2 separate regions of the Rattus norvegicus genome follow, and region 2 is linked to region 1. Evidence: chromatin contacts called from public Hi-C data. All regions are on one chromosome and are shown on one strand. Each heading gives the region's core, a stretch centred on a gene start, on an enhancer-like site or on the middle of the called end of the contact. The rest is flanking DNA. Distances are from core to core; before and after follow the strand shown. Region 1 holds the start of Dcaf12 (DDB1 and CUL4 associated factor 12). Region 2 overlaps Ubap1 (ubiquitin-associated protein 1).

Region 1 (5,296 bases), core at 1,245-3,744:
ATTGGCTCATCTGAGCAGGAGAATTGGGGGTTGGGGAATGAAAAGTAAAGAAAAGGAGAAAGAGGAGGAGGAGAGTGGGGAGACAAACGAAAGGTTAAAAAAGATTGTGAGTCAGGATTATAGCTCAGTGCTAGTGTTTTCCATGCAGGGAGACTTAAGTTTGATCGTAGCATTGGAAACTATTGTAAGACTGAGGGCATAGCAGAGTGGAGGAGACCTTGCTTAGCATTAAGAAAAGCCTTGAGTTTGAGGCCCCAGCACAAAACAATTGTGAACTTTCAATCTTCCAAGTGGGCCTTTACCCCACTCCCACAGAGATGATGATCTGGCCTGTGGATCTGAAGATAACTCTGGGATGTTGGTGTGCAGGACAACATACAGAAGGAACCTACACCAGAGTCCTGTATGCCCTGACACAAACTGAAGACACCAGCAGTCCAGCCCCACTCAGCCTGAGCCTGGAGATCCTCAGAGGGTTCCAGGCTCTTGTCCACTGAGCTCCTGGGTCACCTAGAGCATTGTGAGGCAAGACAGAACCAGAACAGACTCAAAGAAGGAGACTGCCACAGTCCTGCCCACTCACAATGTGTTTATCTCTGAAGACACAGGCCTAATCAGGAAAGATGGGACTGCCTCTCCCAAGGTAGTACTAGGGATTAGTTGCAGTGCTGATTTGGGATGGTGGAGCCATCATTTCAATCTGGAAAACAAATCAAATCTTCTTGTAGGCAGAACTGCAGATGGGCCAACACAGTTCCCTGGAGGTATGAGGCCTGAAGCTGAAGGGACCAGCAGGTAACTGGGCACCACAGCCTGAGGCCAGTCAGTCTCAAGCAAGAGCATCCTGGTTCCTCCAAGGGTTTCTTTGCCTGAGGAAAGTGGAAGCTGGCATTCACATTCCTTCAGGATCTTCAGAAAATGGAGGCAAGGGTGATCCCGAAGCCCTACCCCCTTTGATTGGTGACCAGTGCCAGTCCAAACTGGACATGCCAGAAATGACCACTCTCTTTTCTGTGGTTCAAGATTTGACTCCTTAATGGAGATCGAACCTGGGCTCCAAGAGAAAGGCAGGCAATGACATGAATTACAGCATTGGGTCTGTTTCCTGAAGCACGAGGACAGTGTGACTTTGACAGCAGACTTTGAGGATCTGAAACGGGTGACATTCTATGGAAAGAAAGTGACTTATTAGACTTGGTTGAACCATACCTTTAATCCGGCACTGGAGAGGCAGAGGCAGGTGGATCTCTGTAACTTTTGAGGCCAGACTGATAATATAACATGGTGAGTTCCAGACCAGCCAAGACGATACACTGAAACCCTGTCCCCCCCCCAAAAAAAAAGGAGGGGGGGAAAAGGACAGGAGTTAATATGGAAATATGGATAGGGGGCTAGAGAATAAAAGAGAAGTGGAGAATGGAATCTAAGGACTCCCTAAGTGTGGGAGACCTGTGCCACAGGTATGTGAGGCAGCCTGAATTAGCTCCGGTAAGGTACGTTGATGTGGGAAAGTCTGACCATACTGCTGCCTTCCTACCCTGAATCCATCTTAAAGGAGTGTGAAGTGGGGTTCTCTGACCCCTCACAGTGTTTAATCTTTTGTGCACAGTGATAAGTTCGTGAGAAAGTTGGGAGGAAAGTGCTAAATGTGAGGCTATTAATTGCAGAAGAAATATTTCCTGAGGTATAAGGGTCAGCATCTGGGCCCTAGTAGCCTTAACACATTCTCAACAGGCCAACTAAAAAGACAAAGTATAAGGGGATAACTTTAAGGAGATGGTTAACACAGTCACATTGGAAAGAACAAAGACTCATCTAGTGACATTCTCTTATTCAAGTGTATCTTCAGGGCTGACAAGTGGTTTAGTTTAGGCTTAAAGGCAAGAGCTATGCATAACCAAGCAGTCTTTGTCAAGGTGTGGTCGCTTCCATCATCGCTTCATCCAGTTTCTCTGGAAAGGCAGTCTGACAAGTTTTCCCAACTGTGAAATATCTTTCCTGGAGTTAAGTTCCTTTGTTGGCTGGCATTTGTGCCCTTCCTTGTCTTTTCCTTCTCCCAGCATGAGACTCTCAGACTCTTCAACTTCTTAGAGTCCAGTGTTTTAATATCTGATTGCGATCAGGCAATCAGGGTGTCTAGAATATCTTTAATCCTGCCATGATGGTTACAGGTTCAAGATTGGTCCCGCAGCGAGGCAGCCATGCTCCGCCATTACTTCCGCATGCCAGAGGATGAGCTGGCTGAGGTCGGAAAGGCCCCGCCAGAAGGCTGGATTCCTCTGGCCACAGCTTGGCCACAGCTAAACCGCCATAGGCAAGAGGCAAGCGGAAGTTCTCCGAGGACATCAATTCTCCTTGCTGCCCTTAAGTCCCGCCCCTCTGGTCTAGGTGGTGTCTCCGTGGCGACGTGCTGCATGTGAGGCTGCGCAGGAGTGACGAGACGCGGGCGAGTGGGAGGGGGTGTTTTGGTTCTCGCCGCTCGCCGTCCTTTCCAGAACTGGTGGTAGGAAAGCTGCTTGTTCCTGCTTTTCCTTCCCTTTCCCTTCCCAACCCCTTCCCCTTTCCCAACCCGGATTTTCCCTCCTTCCATTTACGCGCCTCATTTTGATCGTCTGCTGCCCCGGATCCAGACTATTTTCCGGGCCGGGCGCACGAAAGCGCGCGGCCCCAGGGCCCGGTACATGACCCGCCGCCCTGCCGCCCCTTGCCTCCTCCGCCCCATGTGGCTGCGGGGCCACAGCGGCGCTGCCCACTATGGCCCGGAAAGCAGTTAGCAGGAAGCGGAAAGCGCCTGCCTCGCCAGGAGCCGGGAGCGACGCTCAGGGCCCACAGGTGAGGGCTCACAGGCCTGGGTCATCACCCAGCAGGGGCTTAGTAGGGCATTCCAGCTGGGGATAGGAACCAGGGACCAGGGCGGGACAAGAACCGGAGCCGGGACGGTAGAGCAGTGGCCGGTCCTTCTGCAGTGTACTGGCGTGCAGGCGGGCCGGAAGGGTGAGGAGCCAAAAGGAAACTCCAAAATGACGCCTTCCGCTGGAAGTCTGCAGCTAGGGATAGAGAGCTTCAGAACCTCCTGGTTCCTTGAGGAAGGAGAAAATGAAGTCAAGGAGAATCGAAAGTAAGACCGGCCTTCCGAAGTTACTGGGGTGGAGACCGAAGTCGACTTTCCAGTGCTACTAGGAATATGGGCCGAGGGTCGCTTAATCAAGGAAATCATCTAAGCTAGGTGCTGGTCCTTTCGGGTCTTTAGACACCAGGAAGAAACACCAGGTGTCATCTCTATACCGCCCCCTTTGGAGAGGAAGGCCTCTCGGACTTGGGATTCCGTCGCAGGTTACCCCGTTGGTATTTGATTTTTCGAATTCTAAAACTGACCGCACCGCAAGTCGCGCGGAGTCAGATGAGCGGCCATTGACTGTACATCCCAGGAAGATCCGAGACCCCAGTCTGGCTCATTGAGCTATATATTCTTTATGCTCTACGGGGTGCACAAGCGGAGAGGGAGAAAGGGGCTGGGTAGAAATGCAGCCCAGGTGGGTTCGGTGATATAGGCTTCATTTCCTTAAGATCAAGGACACCTGGGTATATTTCTGAGCCACTTTGCTCAAGAGGCTAGGTAACCTTTCGTCCTGTTTATCCATTTCCTAGATGTACCTTATTATGAGAACCTCATTTCAGTGCTAGACGAGTTAAGCTCCACTTTCTGGATTACAAATCTGTTAAATTTTTGATCTATGTAACTCCTGAAGGACGAATTCACAGTGGTTCTTTTATAATACAGTCAGACTATTTGTCTTAAGGAAAAGTGGCCAAACCTCTGATTTCTGATGTTGACTTTCACAGTTTGGCTGGGATCACTCGCTGCACAAAAGGAAAAGACTCCCCCCAGTGAAGAGATCCCTAGTGTACTACCTGAAGAACCGAGAAGTCAGGCTACAGAATGAAACCAACTACTCTCGGGTGTTACATGGTTATGCGGCACAACAACTTCCCAGTCTCCTCAAGGAGAGAGAATTTCACCTTGGGACCCTTAATAAAGTGTTTGCTTCTCAGTGGTTGAATCATAGACAAGTGGTGTGTGGCACGAAATGCAACACGGTAAGTTTCAGGAGGACTCTTTGCCTTTGTGCTGATGTTTGTCTTGTCTTGTCTGAGACAGGGTTTCTCTGTGTAGCCATGGGTGTCCTGGAACTTACTCTGTAGGTTACTCTAGCACCTCTCACTGCTATCTTCCCGTTTTATTTATTTATTTGTTTATTTATTGTTTATTTTGGTTTGGTAAGCAGAGTTGGAATTTATTAAGATATTTAATTAGAAGCGTTAGGACAAAGGTGCTGAGGGGAGAATAAACTCTGATGTGGGTCTGGGCTCTTCAGGGAGAGGTTCGTTGTTGTTCATTAATGGCCTGGTCCTCTTTTTCTGCTCCTTTTCTCCCTTCTGAGTCTCCCAATCCCTTCAAGTGAACCAAGTGTTTCAGCCCTGGCTCTGTAGACCGCTGCTCTTGTGTTTTAGATAAGAGGCTTCAGAGGATGGACAGAAATTGATGTCAGAGCATCATTTAGGGTACATGCTAGTGACAACCTAATCCCTGTGTACCAGCTTTTGACATATTTAGAAGTATTTAGCACTTGGCCGAAGGTAGAGATGAGACAAATACTTTTTGACACATTAGAATCCAAATGTAGCATTTGAGAGTCCAGGCAGTAGAATTGCTAAAAGTTCCAAGTCAGACAGGGCTATGTAGTTGGAGATCCTGTCCCACAACAATCAAAATGCAAAGATGTGATTAGTTTTATAGTGGAGTCAAGAAATGTGTGCCCTGGTGTGGTATATTTTAGGGTGTGAGCATTTGCATTGTGAGGAAAATTATGACATGAGCCTAGGGGAGCAGTTTTAAAGAGAGTAACCTTTGTAAGTGAGTGGTGGGGAAGTCTTTATCAGTAAACTATGTAACCACTACGGTTACAAGCACAACAAGCAAGGCCAGAGTCAAGAGTAGATGTGGTGTTTGCATTGTATACTTAAACCGGGAAGCTGCAGAGATGATTAGCAAGGCTCCTCCAGGAGGATGACACAAGTCTGTGAATATCTTTAAAAGTGGGGGTTGGGGATTTAGCTCAGTGGTAGAGCGCTTGCCTAGCAAGCGCAAGGCCCTGGGTTCGGTCCCCAGCTCCGAAAAAGAAAAAAAAAATGGATATGAGTGGAATGGAAGAGTGAGAATGGCAGACATTACAGACGCTGTTAGATGCTAGGAGAGACAGGACTGGAGCTGGGTAAATGATTCCATCTAGCCCTC
Region 2 (5,408 bases), core at 1,254-3,753, 80 kb before region 1:
TTTGAAGAATTTGTGACCCAGCTGGATGAAATCATGGCTTTGAAGTCCAAGTGCATCCAAAGTCTGAGAAGCCAGCTTCAGCTCTACCTCACCAGCCTCGGTCCAGCTGCAGCCCCCAAGAGAACTGTGGTGTCTTAGAGGCAAACTCATCCTGGATGGACAGTGCGTGTTCTCTGGGGCTGGAAGAGGCTCTGCCAGGGCCTTCCTGCCGTGCCCCTAGTGTTACCCTAACCATACATGGCCTTGGATGACCTCACTACTCGGGGACAGACCTCATCTTATCTCAGTTCCAACTACAGGGCCATCTGTAACAAAGTTCCAGGCTGAAAACCTTCATGTCCCCTTTTGTTTGGGGCTCAGAGTAGTCACTTTGCCCACCTGTATCTGTAGGAACATACTTGGTCTAATAACATTGTAGATGTTCCTAAATTTGAGGGTGGGACAGGGGTGTTTAATGTTAATGATGAGAGGTGAGAGGCTAGGGAGCAAACTGAGCCAGTAGCTTTATTCTGATGGTGCCTTTCTGTACTTAAAAGACTACAGCACCAGTACCAGGCAGACAGTCAGGTAAACTCCTTCCCAGCAGAGAGTGGAGATTATAAAATGAACAACTCTTGGTATCTTTCTTTAGAGCAACTGAGGTCTGAGGTATGCTTTATGTTTACGGTTTCCTGCCCTGCAATCCAGCTTTGAGGGTGCCGACAGAAGCCCATGGACAGTGGCTATTAGCCCTCAAAGCCCTTGTGGCAGATCCTAGCTCCTGTCCATGACCCAGTGCCTCTGAATGATTAGTCAGGCTGGAGGATCTCAGGCAAATCCATTGCCTAGGCCTGAATCTTCCAGGGCACCCAGGCCAGCAGCACACAAGGGCCTTTGCTATGGTGTCTTGGGACAGAGTCTACAGTCAGCAGTCTGAACCTTCTGACACAGCAGCAGACACACAACTTTTCAAATGAGTTCTTGCTGTATTACTGGGGGCTGGGGTGGGGTGTCAGATGTTATCAGGTACCTTATTTTAGAAACAAGTGTCTCACTGCTGATCTGCTCAGACTGATTAGCTAACAAGTCCCAGGGTCCTTCTTGTCTCTCCTTGTTCTCTATGTAGACCAACTCACAAAGATCCTCCTGCCTCCCAAGTGCTAGGATTAAAGATGTAGCCACCATTATACCAAGCTAGTCCCGACTTTCCACAGTTACTAGAGATCCAACCTCAGTCCTCATGCTTACACCACAAGCACTTTACTGAATCACCTTTTTAACAGAGACCCTCCAAGAGTCCATTAGGTCTCCCTGAGTTAACCTGAGATTCATGTGTCACAGCCTAAGCCACAGAAATTTAAGGAGAACTCTGGTTTTAGGATGTTACATCTAAAAAGCCAAGATAAGCCAGATGTGGCATTGTTCATCTGTAATCCCAGCATTTGGGATGCTGAGGCAGAATGAGGACTATAAATTCAAAGACAACCTGGACTACATAGTGAAATAATGGTATTATTAAGCCAAAGGCTAATTCAAAAGAGCTGAAAAGCTACAGTCTGCCAGCCACAGGCAGTTGCTTGAATTGACCACCAGGTGGCAGCCTGTTCCTAGGCTGTATAGCCTCTCACATTGCTAAGACCCAGAGACCATTCTCAGACTGCCAAAAGGATGTGTGTGGATTCTACTAGAGGTAAAGACTAGAAACTTTAGGGATGAGCTATCAGCTGCAGGAGCACCACTGTAACCTTGCCTGTGACTGGTAGTATTCACAAGCAAAAGGATTTGTCAACTTTTAAAGGGTACCTGTATGCCCCTTCTCTACTTTGGCAAGAGAGCACATACCCTTCTTCCACAGACTGCACTATAGACCAGGTTTAAATAACTCTTTGGGTCTCTATTTGTAAGCCAAAAAACTTATGGGAGCTTCCAGGTCCCATAGGCCCTCCGTGAGAAAAGGATACCAATCTACCCACTGTTCTGAGTCAAAATTTGTCCAAATAAAGAGGTTAAAGCAGCATGGCATACCTTTTAGATTTTTATTAGTAGTTCTCTGAAGAATCAAAATAGTTAGCAAATTACTTTAGATTCAAGACTGTAGTATATCCTTTGTTGTTTAAATCTTTAATGTTGAAGAACATAATACAAACAAACCAGAGAGACTGGTTTCTATGCCTAGGTGTTATTCATTTGTCATCCTAAAGCAGGGCTGGAGAAGGCTGTTCAACAACTGGGGGTTAGTGCTGAGTGACAAGTCGTGGCCTGTTTCCTCATCAATGTGCTGGGAAGGAGCCGATGATTACTCAAACTGCTTACAGCTTCCTAGCACAGGGGCTCCAATGCCCTGGGCAGCAGAGGATTATGGTCTAAGCCAAAAGAAACAGTCTGAAGAGGGGCACATGGGAACTGCCTGGCAGAAGAGGCAGACTTTGCCCCATGAGGAAAAGTGCATCTTTGTACCGCAGAGACATTCCAGAACCAGTGTAACACTAAGGGCTGTGTGTGGGGGAAGGCGGGCCCCGGAAGAACCTCTCAGTTGCATTCCACTTGGGTTAGAGCCCAGTCTGCCAGTGAAGCAGCAGAGAGGACAGCGTCTAGCCCCAGAGCAGCAGCAATCTGCTCCTGTCTTCCCACTCTTGGTAGCCAGGCTAGGTTTTGGCTGAGAACATAAGTATTCTTCCTGAAAGGCCAAAGTGGGAAGGACACTTCTCAAAATACAGATGTTTAATATCAAAGGAACCAGTAGAGGGCATATATGTATGCCCAAGTCTTCCTACTTTGCCCCAGCTCAGGCCTGGGCTCCCAGAGCAAGTGTCACCTCCACATCTGACCTTCTAACCCCCAAAGAAAATCTGGAAGCATGTCCCGTCTTCCCCACAAGTGAGCTGTGCAGGGCCTCCTTGGGGAATGGTGGTGCCGTGGCAAGGCCGTGGCAGGGCCTGGTCTCAGCTGGCTTCAGCCCGGGCCATGAGGTCTTCCAGAGCATTGTCCTGGTCATTGTTGTGTAATAGCAAAACTTCCTTAATGTCTTTCAGTTCAAAGCCCATTTCCTTAAATTTGCTCATTAACTGAAGAAACTCCATCATCTATGGGATAAAGGAAAACCTTTTTCAGAAAGAGTTCAGTCACACAGACTAACTGAATGTAGACGTATACTGCAGGTGAAGGATCTCAAGAGCCCCGGCCCACCAAGACAAAGTACTAAAACCCCTAAAGAATGCTTTCTAGATAAAGGGAAGGCAGAAAGCTTGGCTTTTAGCACAACTCAACTTTCCCTTCCTATCACTGGGATTCAACCCCAGGTAGTGCAGGGTCCCCAGAGTACACCAGGACAGTCAACTCTGTTCCTGTGAATGCATAAAGGTTCTTACCTTTTCTTCTGAACACTGGTGCATTTCCAGAGCCTCTTCCACTAAAAGAGGGTCAAAACCCTTCTCACAAAGCTGTCCATGTGCAAAGAGATAGTCGAGAATCTAAGAAAAGAAACAAGACGAGTCCTACTGTCACTTCTCTGTGTTGAGTTTTAGACCTGTGTGAAGTCAGCTCCATGTCTCTCCCCCGTTATCAGGACTAGACTGTGCCTTGAATGTGTTGAGCACAGCATGACCTCAGTAATTACTTGGTAAACAAACCGGCACACCCTTCTAGAAATGAGCAGCCACATCCCAAAGGAGGTGGTACCATAGCCGACTCAACCCCCAGAATGTAAACTCAGAAAAATACAGTGCATGTGAGAAATAGTATGCTATTCAAAACTTCCTGTGCAGCCATGACAAAAGTTTCTGGAGGTAAACAGAGAGTAGTAGACTACGCCTGTAATGCTAGTGTTCAGGCCCATGAGTCCAATGCCAGCCTCAGCTACCTCAGTTCTGAGCAGCATGAGCTGTACAAGACCCTATCTCAAAAAGAAGTAAAGATTAGGACATCTAGCCATATACTCAGTCTGTCCTCTGGAGGACAAAGGACAACAGCCCCAGTGCCCACCCCTGGCTATTCCACATTCTCCAAGCAGTCCTCAAGGATTACTGCTGAGCTCTTCTGGCTTCCCTGAGGATACCCCAATCTCCACATACCCACGGGAGGAGGCTGGAGTTGCAGGCACTCGAGGACCTCAAGATCACAACCCTGACTTGAGGCCACCAGGCTGCTCCACCCACACCTTGCAGACCAGCACCTCACCTGCTCAATATTCTCTCCTTTCTTCTTCATGGCTCTCAGGACACAATCATATGAGTAGCCCATGTTAACTACTGTCTCTACACACTGCCGCTCACTCGGAGACAGTGCCTGCAGTTCCAAATAGGCCTGGGGACAGCTAGGCATGGTGGGCACTTGTGACACTGAGAAATTTAGAGGGGTAACCTGACAATAGAAAAACAAGATTAAAGTAAGAGGAGTTGAGGCCCAGGTTGCTGTCCAGGCATTGTGGGTAGGGACGGAGAGAGGTACCAAGTGCCAGCCAAGGAGAAAAGCTGGGAAATAGCTGCAGCCCTTGGAGCCCGCATCCACAGGCTGTGCACACTCAGTCATCACATGCTGTTCCACGCTCTAACCCGTTTGAACCTGCCTACAGAATTAACATTGGAGGGCTGGGCCGATTTCTCTGTCATTTCATTAGCCCTTAACTATCTCAGCCCTTAAGATTCAGCCACCGAGATTTTTGACACCATGTAACTGACTATCCTTGTCTCACTCCTGCCTCTCACTGGTCTGGACTTCCCAGGCACTGCTAGCTCAGGGCCTCAGGATTCTGAGGGTACTTACCTTTGCCCTACATCACAGCTCTGCCTCATTCCCTGCTAATACTGCAGTCCTCTGCAGCTAAGGTGGAAGGAGTATTAGCCACACTAGGCTGGACTTCTAGGCAGTCTACTGCATGGCTACTAGCAGCTTGCTCCCTGCTACTGGACCTTCCTAGCATCACCTGACTGGCTCACCTCTGATAATGAAGTCTAAGGCAGAGGCAGCTCAGCACACTCCCAGGCCATGGGAATAAAATCACAAGCTTTCAGTGTCTCGGCCTCCAAGAACCAAAAAAAAACATTTTATAATTTTCCTTGTTTCTTTTTTCTATTGTGTAAAGCAAGGCAGTAAGGAGTAGTCAGTCCTCTGTGCTAAAGCAAGTTCTGCTGTAACCACATGTTCTCAAACTCAAGAGAGCCAGGAGGTTCACAGGCATGTAGACTGGCAGCTTCCACTGCACTATGTCACCTGTAACAGACTGAAGTAGTCCACTCCCAGGGGCTTCAGCAGTCATGGAAGAGCAGAAGCTAAAGCAATCTAGCCACTCTACAAACTCAAGATTATATGGCCCTCTCAGGAGCAGACTACGTGGACTCGACACCAGCTTCTTAAAAAAGTAAAGACCATTGTCACGTGAGCCCAGTCAAAAAGCCAGAACTATTCTGCCACCGTGTGCACTTCTCCCTTTA

The links. Hi-C and Micro-C count contacts between places; a contact is called where the count stands out from the background.
Region 2: a Hi-C map of kidney shows a contact between it and region 1, with 2.3 times the contacts expected there. The contact joins the enhancer-like site here to the promoter of Dcaf12 in region 1. A contact is called at or near these places in 4 of 12 Hi-C or Micro-C datasets (frontal cortex, kidney, liver and 1 more).

Annotation. Positions count from the first base shown.
Region 1 is chr5:61,273,365-61,278,660 of GRCr8, reverse strand. Dcaf12 (DDB1 and CUL4 associated factor 12) reads left to right here and starts at 2,494. Exons shown (of 9, transcript NM_001427703.1): 1 at 2,494-2,832; 2 at 3,844-4,098. The coding sequence starts at 2,755. LOC134486930 (a long non-coding RNA gene) reads right to left here and starts at 474. Exons shown (of 4, transcript XR_010066505.1): 1 at 393-474.
Region 2 is chr5:61,353,671-61,359,078 of GRCr8, reverse strand. Ubap1 (ubiquitin-associated protein 1) reads right to left here. Exons shown (of 7, transcript NM_001012190.1): 5 at 4,156-4,338; 6 at 3,348-3,449; 7 at 2,002-3,062. The coding sequence ends at 2,922. It overlaps Kif24 (kinesin family member 24), which reads left to right. Exons shown (of 12, transcript XM_039111402.2): 12 at 1-2,001. The coding sequence ends at 138. Among named protein-coding and RNA genes, the nearest start is that of Ubap1, 40 kb to the right of the region's middle. Within about 2 kb of position 2,503, at least 36 of the 93 cell types and tissues checked have an H3K27ac peak or open chromatin away from gene starts, as enhancers often do. A contact at or near this core is called in kidney, where this site is marked.